2 separate regions of the Arabidopsis thaliana genome follow, and region 1 is linked to region 2. Evidence: chromatin contacts called from public ChIA-PET data. All regions are on one chromosome and are shown on one strand. Each heading gives the region's core, a stretch centred on a gene start, on an enhancer-like site or on the middle of the called end of the contact. The rest is flanking DNA. Distances are from core to core; before and after follow the strand shown. Region 1 holds the start of AT5G27650 (Tudor/PWWP/MBT superfamily protein). Region 2 holds the start of AT5G27470 (seryl-tRNA synthetase / serine-tRNA ligase).

What was found. ChIA-PET counts read pairs in DNA pulled down with a chosen protein or histone mark.
Region 1: an H3K4me3 ChIA-PET map of shoot shows a contact between it and region 2, with 13 read pairs. The contact joins the promoter of AT5G27650 here to the promoter of AT5G27470 in region 2. A contact is called at or near these places in 1 of 26 Hi-C or Micro-C datasets (root) and 1 of 2 datasets of contacts at active chromatin or transcription factors (shoot).

What each region holds. Positions count from the first base shown.
Region 1 is chr5:9,783,882-9,789,083 of TAIR10.1, reverse strand. AT5G27650 (Tudor/PWWP/MBT superfamily protein) reads right to left here and starts at 3,677. Exons shown (of 2, transcript NM_122647.3): 1 at 2,424-3,677; 2 at 1-2,058. The coding sequence starts at 3,573. TIF3B1 (translation initiation factor 3B1) reads left to right here and starts at 3,796. Exons shown (of 12, transcript NM_122646.4): 1 at 3,796-3,893; 2 at 4,301-4,434; 3 at 4,685-4,922; 4 at 5,098-5,202. The coding sequence starts at 4,325.
Region 2 is chr5:9,692,480-9,697,912 of TAIR10.1, reverse strand. It overlaps AT5G27470 (seryl-tRNA synthetase / serine-tRNA ligase), which reads right to left and starts at 2,975. Exons shown (of 8, transcript NM_122629.3): 1 at 2,694-2,975; 2 at 2,543-2,613; 3 at 2,193-2,354; 4 at 1,989-2,103; 5 at 1,702-1,895; 6 at 1,514-1,617; 7 at 1,231-1,414; 8 at 524-1,151. The coding sequence starts at 2,826. The coding sequence ends at 759. AT5G27460 (Tetratricopeptide repeat (TPR)-like superfamily protein) reads left to right here and starts at 3,069. Exons shown (of 2, transcript NM_122628.3): 1 at 3,069-3,370; 2 at 3,449-4,738. The coding sequence starts at 3,098. The coding sequence ends at 4,651. It overlaps MK (mevalonate kinase), which reads right to left. Exons shown (of 5, transcript NM_122627.6): 4 at 5,130-5,433; 5 at 4,688-5,035. The coding sequence ends at 4,938.

The DNA of each region.
Region 1 (5,202 bases), core at 2,428-4,927, 90 kb before region 2:
GATAAGGGACGTAGCCCAATAAGCCCGTGACGTTAGCCACTACTTCGTTGCATTTTGACAAAAGGTTGAGCATCTGGTGAGAGATGTCCCCAGCGCTAACCGCTGGGATCGGGCCACGGAAGTTTCTTGAAGGTGGCATTGGTGGTTCGACGTGGTCTACTGGTTTAATGGGAAGTTGTTGTGGTTTTGTGTATTGTGGAGGGAGAGGAAGAATTGGAGGCAATGTAGAAGGAGGAAGCTGTTGATGATGAACAACGTTTTGAAACTTCTTACTAACAAATTCCATTGGAACAGATGATGATGATGAAGAAGGTCCACTGTTTCTATTCAAGGTCATTGTGACCTGTGGTGGCTCGGTGTTTGCTTTACTCGAGTTTTCTTCACCACCTAACATGAATTTGACTCTTACGGCTGCGCGGTTACCGTTTCCATTGTTGCTACTACTGCTCGGGTCATCAACTGGTTTCTTCAAACAGGATTTGAGGTTGACGTTTGGTGGCGGTAATGTTGGTTGGTGAAGCGGTGGTGCTTGGTCCAACCACTGGCTCTGTGGTTCATCATCTTCCTTGGTGTTTTCTGGCTCACGAGGCTCGGCTTTAGGAGCATCCACATCACGGAGAAAGTACTTTACATTCACGTTTCCAAATAGAGTGTTGTTTCCTGTTGCATATCGAAAAGCAGTCTGGGCATCGGCTTTGTACAGAAAGACAACACGGCAGGTCGATGATTTCCAGAAAACCCTAATGGCGGATTGATCTAACAGCCCGAAGCGACCAAACCTCGCCTTTAGCAATGCGGCTGAAGGGAGAGATGTGCCAGGTGGGAATTTCATGACCAGCATTGTTGGCTCAACCACCTTAACTGATGGAGCTGTTTTCTTCCCGGTTTGACCTCTGGCTGGTTTTGCTTGTACCACCCTGCTTGGCTCTCTTATTGGTTTTATACTATCCTTTGCTTCTCGAATGATCTTCTTTTCAGAAGCCATTGATTTCAACTGATTAGTTTTCTTCAGCTTCTTAGCTGATGGGATTTCATCTTGACGATCAGAAGAGAGCCGTTTTTTTCCAGCTTTTGATGGGTCTTCGGTTCTCTTCACTGTCTTGACAGGTTTTGAGGGTTTTGTGTCTCTGGCATTTTCGACAGTAGCATCAGAGGAAGATACAGACAAGCTTTTCTGGTAATTAAGTGAACGGAAACGGAGAAAAAATTTCCTAGCAGTTCCAAAAGAAGCAACGGATAAACCGTGGAAAGGGTCAAGAGAGAGATCTTGCAGATGGCTCAACAGCTGCGGCACATCGGCTTCCATATAGGTTTGTAAATGCGCTGAACCAAGCTGGGACAATTTCTTGGCCCCAGCTTCCCCAGAATACAAATTTTTTCTCTTCACTGGATGGTCAGAATCAGGCTCTTTCTTCTTTTTCTTTTTCTTTTTTGGCTCTGAAGGAGGATTCTCCGAGCTCATTTCACTTGAAGATCGTTTAGCAACTTTGACTTTCTTGATTACAGACCCTGTGGAACTTTTCCCCTCAGATGCTGAGGTATGAGACTCAAGCAGAGGCTGGAGAGAACTTCCAGCTGATCCAAGATCTGTTCCAGCTTCTTCTTTAGGTTTAAGACTCGCCATAGCTTCAGATTTCCCATGCTCTGGAAGTACAGCAGCTCTTTCTTCCATTCTCTCCTTTGATTTTTCAGCTAGACCCTTTTCTTCATCAAGAGAGGGCTTTGAAGCTGAAAATTCTTTACCAGGAATAGCTGTATTTGAAGAGGCAAAATCCATGCTGACGATCCCAGACTTCTCATCTTTCATTGGAGTTTGAAGCGTCGGAGCTCTTCTCTGCAGCCCAAAATCCCCATCCAAAGATCCATCAATTCCCTGGATATGAGAAGCTTCTGAACTTGCTTCAATTTCGCCAAACTGAACAGACTTATCACCAGCTTCATCCCTTCGTTTGAGAAGATACTTGTCTTTTTTTTTAGAGACCTTAACCTTTGTGGGTTTTTTAGAGCTCTTAAGGTCACCTAGCGTTTCTGCTATGACCAGTGGGCCACTCAAGGGAGCTGGAAATAAGAGAAATTGAAACAACACATCACCCACCAAGAAAATGAACAATAAAGCAAACAAGGTAAATGTATGCGGGACTCTCCATAGTAGAAAGAGGCGCAGAATTGTTATCAGGCCACGTTTTCGAATGCACAGTTTAGCATCAATGAGACTTCACTATTCTTTCAAGCATGCTATGTAAAGAATTCAACTACAAAGATATAAATCCTAAAATCATGAGCACAGAGGATCTAAAAGTAAAACCCTAAAACCAAGTTACAGTATCTAATATCTATGTAACACATATGAAAGCTGTTTCAAGTCTACAACGAAAAAACCCATATACAAACAATAACATGATTTTCTGAAAAGTGGCTAATACCTCGAGGCGGTGCTCTATTATGAGGTTCCAGCGTACTCACTGAACTGCGGGGTGATTTTGTCCCAAAGGCCTGTGCATAAGTTTCATCAAACTCCTCAAACACTGACTTGCGGAAAGCAAAAACCACTGCTTTCTTCTTCATAAACTTTAAACTGTCTGGATCACACTCTTGAGGTGCTAACGCCAATTGCTTCACAAACGAAATGGTTTCAGCGGGTAAAAACTTATCCCTAGAATTCTTAATCTGATCAACAGAGTAAACGGCTTGAAGCTCGTAATCAGGCACATCAACAGCAAAGTAATCTTCCACATTACTAGGCCTAAAGTTATAAGGATTCCGACATTTACAAGTCAAACCAAGAGCTGACCTTCTACTCGCCTCATCCTTGGCTTCCTCCACAGCTCTCACAAAATGCTTCGAAACCGTCTGCTGTGATTTCTCCTCTAAATTCGGTTCGAAAGGAATAAGCTCAGCAGGATCAAACCAACCATAACTACTATCACCGAAAAACGCAACAAGAACATGATCAATCCTCCTCATACGACGAACAGAAGGAGACGCAAAAGCTTCATTGAATATATGACCAGGCCACCAAGGATGAGACTTTACCTTTCCCCAAACCAAATCTCCAACTTCAAACCCATAACTCAATGCCCTCGAAACTCCAGAACCCATTTTCTCACTTGCAACATAATCATCAAACTCAGATAAAAGAGATTTATAATCCGAAACTCCTTTTTTCTCTTCCTTCAAACCCAAATCTAATTCCTTCTCATCAGCTTCAGAACCAAGCTCACTAGATTGATCATCAGAGCCATCTTCTTCTTCTTCTTCTTCTTTAACCTCAGAACTCTCATCATCCTTATCAATTAAAACATCCTCGCTTTTAATCTCATCTTCCTCCTCACTCCCTACGACACCATCTTTCTCCGATCTCTCACTTTCGAGAACCCTAGCGTCATTTGTAACCGCCGAATCTAGCTCCATAGGTGAAGAAGCTTCAACATCATCATCAATGGCTTCGTGAACATCCCCGCTCGAATCAACTACAGTATCATCTGGAGTTACCTTAGGATCCTGAATCGAATCCGTTTGTTGAACAATCACAGCATCCTCGTTCATCACCGGGATTAATTTAGTTTTGTACATTACAAATCGATAAGAACCCTAGCAACAACAACAACGATCCTCCGATGAGAGATTATCCGAATTTGGTTCTCGAGGACACCAAATGAAAGAGACGGATTATTGTTAAAAAAAAAAAAAAGCTAATCGAGAGAAAGACAATAAATTAGATCTACTGATTACTATTGAATTGGGCTTACCCGGCCCATATAAATATTTATAAGCCCGTTTAAGGAACCGACGTCGTATGATCCAAAAAGACCTGAAAACAATCGCTCCTTCTTCCTCACCTTCAAGCGCCGTCTTCTTCTTTGTTTTTTGCTCTCGGCTGATCTCTGTATTGGGTACGTTTCTTATCTCGATTTCAGTGTTCATTTGTTTTTTTTGTCTTTTCTTATGTAGCTATGAGACAGGATCCAGAACGATGCAATAGATATAAGAGAGCCTTCAGGAAAATTTTGCCATTTTTCTCCATTTCACCTGTTGTTGGGTTCTAGATTAAATAAAACTAGAGTATAGTTAATAATTTCTATAGGCATGGTTTTAGATTTACATTATAGTGGGAGTGATGATTCAAAGTTTTAGTCTTTGAACATTTGGCCATGGTAGTTTGTTGTTTTAATACTTGTTTAGGGTTAACAAAAAACCTACTTTTAGATCTAAAGACTCAGATTTTTCACATTTATTTATCGACTTAAAGTTGGAATGTGTTAAAGACTGATAGCTCTCTCTATATGGCTTTCTTTGGCAGATTTTTGATATAAGGTTTGAAATCATGGAGGTCGTTGATATTGATGCCCGAGCTGCTAAGTTAGGGATTGATTGGTCTCAGGTTAATTTTGATTCCATCCAACTTCCTCCTGGAGAAGACTTTGGGATCGAGAGGTGAGATTTTCCTTTAGATCTCTGGTTGTTCATATACGGTCACTTCTATTTCTAATCTTCTTGTGTTTATACGATGGGATGATTTTATTCTAGGTTTTGCTATTGTATGTATGAAAATTTTGTGTATTTCGAATTGGTTTATCTCTTTCCTTGATGGTGCAAAGCTTATTATATTTATACATTTTATCTATGAACGTATGAAAAATGGAACTGATTCGTTATACACTTTTTTTTTCTGTGATGGTTGTAGTGATGATGAAGCTGTTTACCAGGATGACCAGTCTGAATTCGACACTGGATTCGGTAACATTATCGTGGTCGATCACCTCCCTGTTGTTCCCAAGGAGAAGTTTGAGAAACTTGAAGGTGTTGTCAAGAAAATTTACAACCAGTTAGGTGTGATTAAGGAAAATGGACTGTGGATGCCTGTTGATCCCGATACCAAGATGACATTGGGCTACTGTTTTATTGAGTTCAACACTCCTCAGGTTATTTATCTACTTGATTAGCTTAATCTCTGTTTTGTTGGATTCTGAAGCAATAATGTCGGCGTCATATGTTTCAATACTTTATTTCTCTTGTTAGAAAGGAGCCCAAACTAGGTTGTTCTTAATGGTTGAGTATTTCCTAAGAGTTTCTCTCAATGTCTGGGGCTCTTTGCAGGAAGCACAAAACGCTAAGGAAAAGTCTCATGGCTACAAGTTGGACAAGTCTCACATCTTTGCTGTAAACATGTTCGATGATTTTGACAGGTTGATGAATGTGAAG
Region 2 (5,433 bases), core at 1,726-4,225:
CGATTGGTCGTTCTAAATCCTATGTAGACGTCTTTAAAAACAAATAACTTCAACTTTTATGATAATAAATATATCTTTGATGGATTTTTTTTTTTTTATTAGTTAAATTTTTTTTATTGTTAATTATTTTTTTAATATCAACAAAGAAATATATATGATCTGATATAAATATAATTTTATATATAAATTTTTTAAAGTAAATAAGTATAATATTTAGATGTATATTAAATAGATAGTTTATTTAAATATCTATTTTCTTTAGTTAAAATTAGCATAATAGTTTTTGGCGACTATTTAAATATCTATTTTATTTTACTGCCACGTGTTATAATCTTGTGAGTTAGTAACTTTTGAAACCGTACTTTATATAATAAGATTGATATAGTTTTTGACGGTTATACTCGACTTAATTTTTGAGACTTTTTTTTTTTTCTTTTTTTTTTACGTTTTTGAGATATCTAAACTCAAGTTTGTTAATATGCCAAAAGTTTGGTGAAATTAATACAAAAATTTAGCTCATTGAATAAAATAACTTATATTTGTAGTACTTATATTACGTCTTTGATTTATCATTGAAGTAAAGTTAACAATGATTCGCCAAACAAAAGGAACAAATACTAGCAGAAATCAGATGATAAATAACGGTCCTGGTAAAATAACAGAAGTCCAAAAAAATTCCACAAAGTAAAGAAATTTATCGAAGTGTTTCATCAATTTCAAGAAAACAGAAGAGTCGTTAATCTGAATCAATACATCAATCAAGCTTTCGATTTCTTCCCTTTGGTATCAGCAACTACGGGCTTGGCCTTGAAAGGCAAAAACGTCTCTCCGCCCATAAACGGCTGCAGAACCTCAGGAATGTCGACACCATCCTCTCGCTGGTAGTTCTCGAGAATGCAGCAAATGGTCCTCTCTGTTGCAGTAAGTGTCGAATTCAGCATATGCACATACTGCTTTGTCTGCTCATTGCTCTTTTTCTGACCGTATCTGATCTCAAGCCTGCGAGCCTGGTAGTCTGTACAGTTGGAACAAGACACAAGCTCCCTGAATGTCTCGGACGAAGGAAACCAAGCTTCCAAATCGTACTTTTTCGCAGCTGCATCATTCAATGCTCCAGAGACGATCGAGACGATTTGGTATGGAAGTTTTAGCTGCAGAGAAACCACACAGTTGACTATTTAGAAACTATTAAAATGTATAAGGTTTCTTAACTTAAGGTATCGAGATTACCGCTTGGTAAAAATCTTCAGAGTTCTTCATCATCTCATCGAGCATTTCCCACGAGGCATTCTCGTTAGGGCCGGTGATGCAAAACTGTTCAATTTTCTCAAACTGGTGAACACGGAAAATACCAAGGGTGTCTCTTCCATGTGAACCGGCTTCTTTTCTAAAGCAGGATGAGTAACCAGCATATCTGGACCAAAAAAATACATAATGTTGGCGGATTTTCCCAATACATTAAAGAAACAATTGTCTTAAAGCTGCGAGTAGGTGTTACTATGTTTGTTTATACCTTAGGGGAAGCTCAGTCGGATGAATCCATTCATCAATATGGTACGCACAAAGAGGCTGCTCAGCAGTTGCAATGAGGTATTTGTCATCTCCTTCACCAGTCACCTGGACAAAAAAAAAACACAATCTTCTATGAATAAAACTACTCTAACAAGACAAGTACACAGATGTTTTGTAACAATTAAATACCTTGTAAAGCTCTTCATCGAACTGTGCCAATTGTGCGCACTTGGCCATAACATCCTTCCTCATGAAAAAAGGAGGTTGCAATCCTGTGAATCCTCTCTTTTTCAAGAAAGTTAACCCAAAGTTGATAAGAGCTTGGTTAAGCATCAAACCATCTCCTTTCAAGAAAAAGCCTCTTGCTCCAGCGATTTCAGCACCTGAGGCCAAAATAGCATTACAATTGAAACCCTATAGCACAAAAACCCTTTAACACAGAGCAAGGAGGTCGGCAAAGTGCAAGTCAATACTACCTCTTTTGGTATCTGCAATACCGAGAAGCTCAACAAGATCCACATGGTTTTTCAGCTTCAGACCAGGCGTAGAAAACCGCTTTTCACCCCACAGTTTAATCACAAGATTATTAGCCTGCATACATTAAAACACCATAAATATATCTCTCTCTCACCACCACATGAATCAAGTTTCTAACTTTGAAGGAAAGAAATGGCACTAACCTCGTCCTTATCAACTGGAACAGAATCATGGACCAAATTACCAACTTGCTCCAACTTGGCTTTCAAAGCAGCATAAGCTTCACGAACTTCAGCCTCCTTTGCAGTAGAATCTTGTTTGTTTTTCTCAGTTTGTTGAATAATCTCACTCGCATCTTCTTTTTTCTATTCCAAAGAAACCAAAAACAAAACCCTACTATTACTAACTCCCATCAATGTTGCAGCTCAAACGAACTAAATCATTCACCAACTATGGCATTCACACTAATAAGTAAATCCTCAAATTCCAGATCCTAAAAGCAACCACTACGGATCTAACAGAAGATTACTATAAAATTTGAGATTAAACTAACAATTTTGAGCTGCGCCACTTGCTTATTGAGCTTGTTGAACTCCTTTCTGAAGCTATCAACTTCAAATTGACCTGAAACACAACAAATTTTGATAGCATCAAAGCTCAAAATTCGTTAAAAGAGAGCAAATGGATCAATCGTGGATACTTACGCTGACGCCATTCCTTGTCCAGCTTAATGATCTCATCGACGATTTCAACGCTGGCAAATCTCCGGCGTTGCGATTCTCGGATAATCTCCGGATTGTTACCTTTCTCTTCACGAAATAGATTGATATCCAACATCTTTCCTGCTCCTTCTCTGTGAATCAAAAGCAGACACAGAAATTTGGATTCGAAGAAAACGAAGTCGGCGCTTGAAGGTGAGGAAGAAGAAGGAAGCTAATGTTTCAGGTTTTTGACCATACGACGTCGGTTCTTTAAACGGGCTTATAACTATTGATATGGGCCGGGTAAGCCCAACTTAATTTAATACGGCCCAAATCCACTCTCACCGTCTCTTCTCTGAGATTCTCGAGAAAGACCGAACCAGTTTCGCGGCGGCTCCAAAATCCAAATGCTGATTCGTTGCGTTGCGGTTGCGAAGACGAGGTTCAACACCACCGGCGTAGTATCAAGGCTCGTGTCTTCACTTGCAGATGGTTCGGACACGTCATCAGTCGCAAATCGGAATAGCTTGAAGGAGATACTGAGAAAGAACGGTCCACGACGCAGCGTTACCTCTCTGCTTCAGGAACGGATCGATTCGGGTCATGCCGTCTCTTTATCGGAGCTCCGATTGATTTCCAAGCGTCTCATTAGATCAAATCGTTACGATCTCGCTCTCCAGGTTTGAAATTTTTCCCTTAATTAAAACTGAGAACTAAGCTTTTGATTTTGATTTTGCCAGTAATGTGTGTATATACAGATGATGGAGTGGATGGAGAATCAAAAAGATATTGAATTTAGTGTTTATGACATTGCTCTTAGATTGGATTTGATCATCAAAACTCATGGCTTGAAACAAGGAGAGGAGTATTTTGAGAAGCTGCTACATAGTTCTGTGTCTATGAGAGTAGCGAAATCGGCTTATCTTCCGCTTCTTCGTGCTTATGTGAAGAATAAAATGGTTAAAGAAGCGGAAGCTCTAATGGAGAAGTTGAATGGATTAGGGTTTCTTGTTACTCCACACCCGTTTAACGAAATGATGAAGCTTTATGAAGCTAGTGGTCAGTATGAGAAAGTAGTTATGGTTGTTTCGATGATGAAAGGGAATAAGATACCAAGAAACGTTCTTTCGTATAATCTTTGGATGAATGCATGTTGTGAAGTGTCTGGAGTTGCGGCTGTGGAAACGGTTTATAAGGAAATGGTTGGTGATAAGAGTGTTGAAGTTGGGTGGAGTTCGTTGTGTACTTTAGCTAATGTTTATATTAAGAGTGGTTTTGATGAGAAGGCTAGGTTGGTGCTTGAGGATGCGGAAAAGATGTTGAATAGAAGTAATAGGCTTGGATATTTCTTTCTTATCACGCTTTATGCGTCTTTAGGGAATAAGGAAGGAGTTGTTCGTTTGTGGGAAGTTTCTAAATCGGTTTGTGGTAGGATTAGTTGTGTGAACTACATATGTGTATTGTCGTCTTTGGTGAAAACTGGTGATCTTGAAGAGGCTGAAAGGGTGTTTAGTGAGTGGGAGGCTCAATGTTTTAACTATGATGTTAGGGTCTCCAATGTTCTTTTGGGTGCTTATGTGCGTAATGGAGAAATCCGGAAAGCCGAGTCATTGCATGGTTGTGTGTTGGAGAGAGGAGGTACTCCAAACTACAAGACCTGGGAAATCTTAATGGAGGGATGGGTGAAATGTGAGAATATGGAGAAAGCCATTGATGCTATGCACCAAGTGTTTGTACTAATGAGGCGGTGTCATTGGAGGCCATCCCATAACATCGTCATGGCGATTGCCGAGTACTTTGAGAAAGAGGAGAAAATTGAAGAAGCAACTGCATATGTTAGAGATTTGCATCGTCTTGGTCTTGCAAGCTTACCATTATACAGATTGTTACTTAGAATGCATGAACATGCCAAAAGACCAGCTTATGATATCTATGAAATGATGAAGTTGGACAAACTATGAATATACGAGGAAATAATGTGATCAATGTGACAATCTAAGTAAAAACTTTGTCATTTTATATTTCCCATCATGAAACATAACAATTTCAAAATACAAAAAAAAAAACTAAACAATCTTTGCTTTTTTCAATTATTTGTCACATGGTATAATAATAAAGCAATTTTACATTCAACACATCATTTATAAGAAAAAATCGACTCTTTGAATTTCTAATTGCAGCCTTCTTGACGTACACGTCAGCAAGTTTAAGAATGGTGAGAGGCCAAATATGATTTTTCCGACCTGATCAATAGCAAATCTGAGCTCCGTTACCACCAATCAATGCCGTGAAACACTGAAAACCGCTGGACTCGAGCTCCTCCACCACTTTGTCCACCACCGTCCCTGAAACGAGTTTGTTTTGCAGAGAGGGGTTAATTTAAGAATAAAGAACCGAAATTGACAAAAAGGATGATTGAAAGTTCCTGACAAAGTTTACCGGTTGGTAATAGAGTGAGGACGCAGCCGCCGCCACCAGCTCCTGTAAGTTTGGAGACAAGCTTGTGCTTGACCGTGGTTAGAATCACAGCCTCGATTGAGCTGTGGCTAACCCCCATTGACAGGAGCAGACCTTGGTTCATCTCCATGAGTTCTTTTATTCTCTCTTCTTTTTCTGTAACTGAGGTCTCGTCTTTAGACTGAATGATCGCAGCGAGCTCTTTGCTTATAGAATCCACGGCGTTGAACACTGACTTCATCGCATCAGGATGTCTTACCGCTCTCTGTGACACACCAGAGACCAG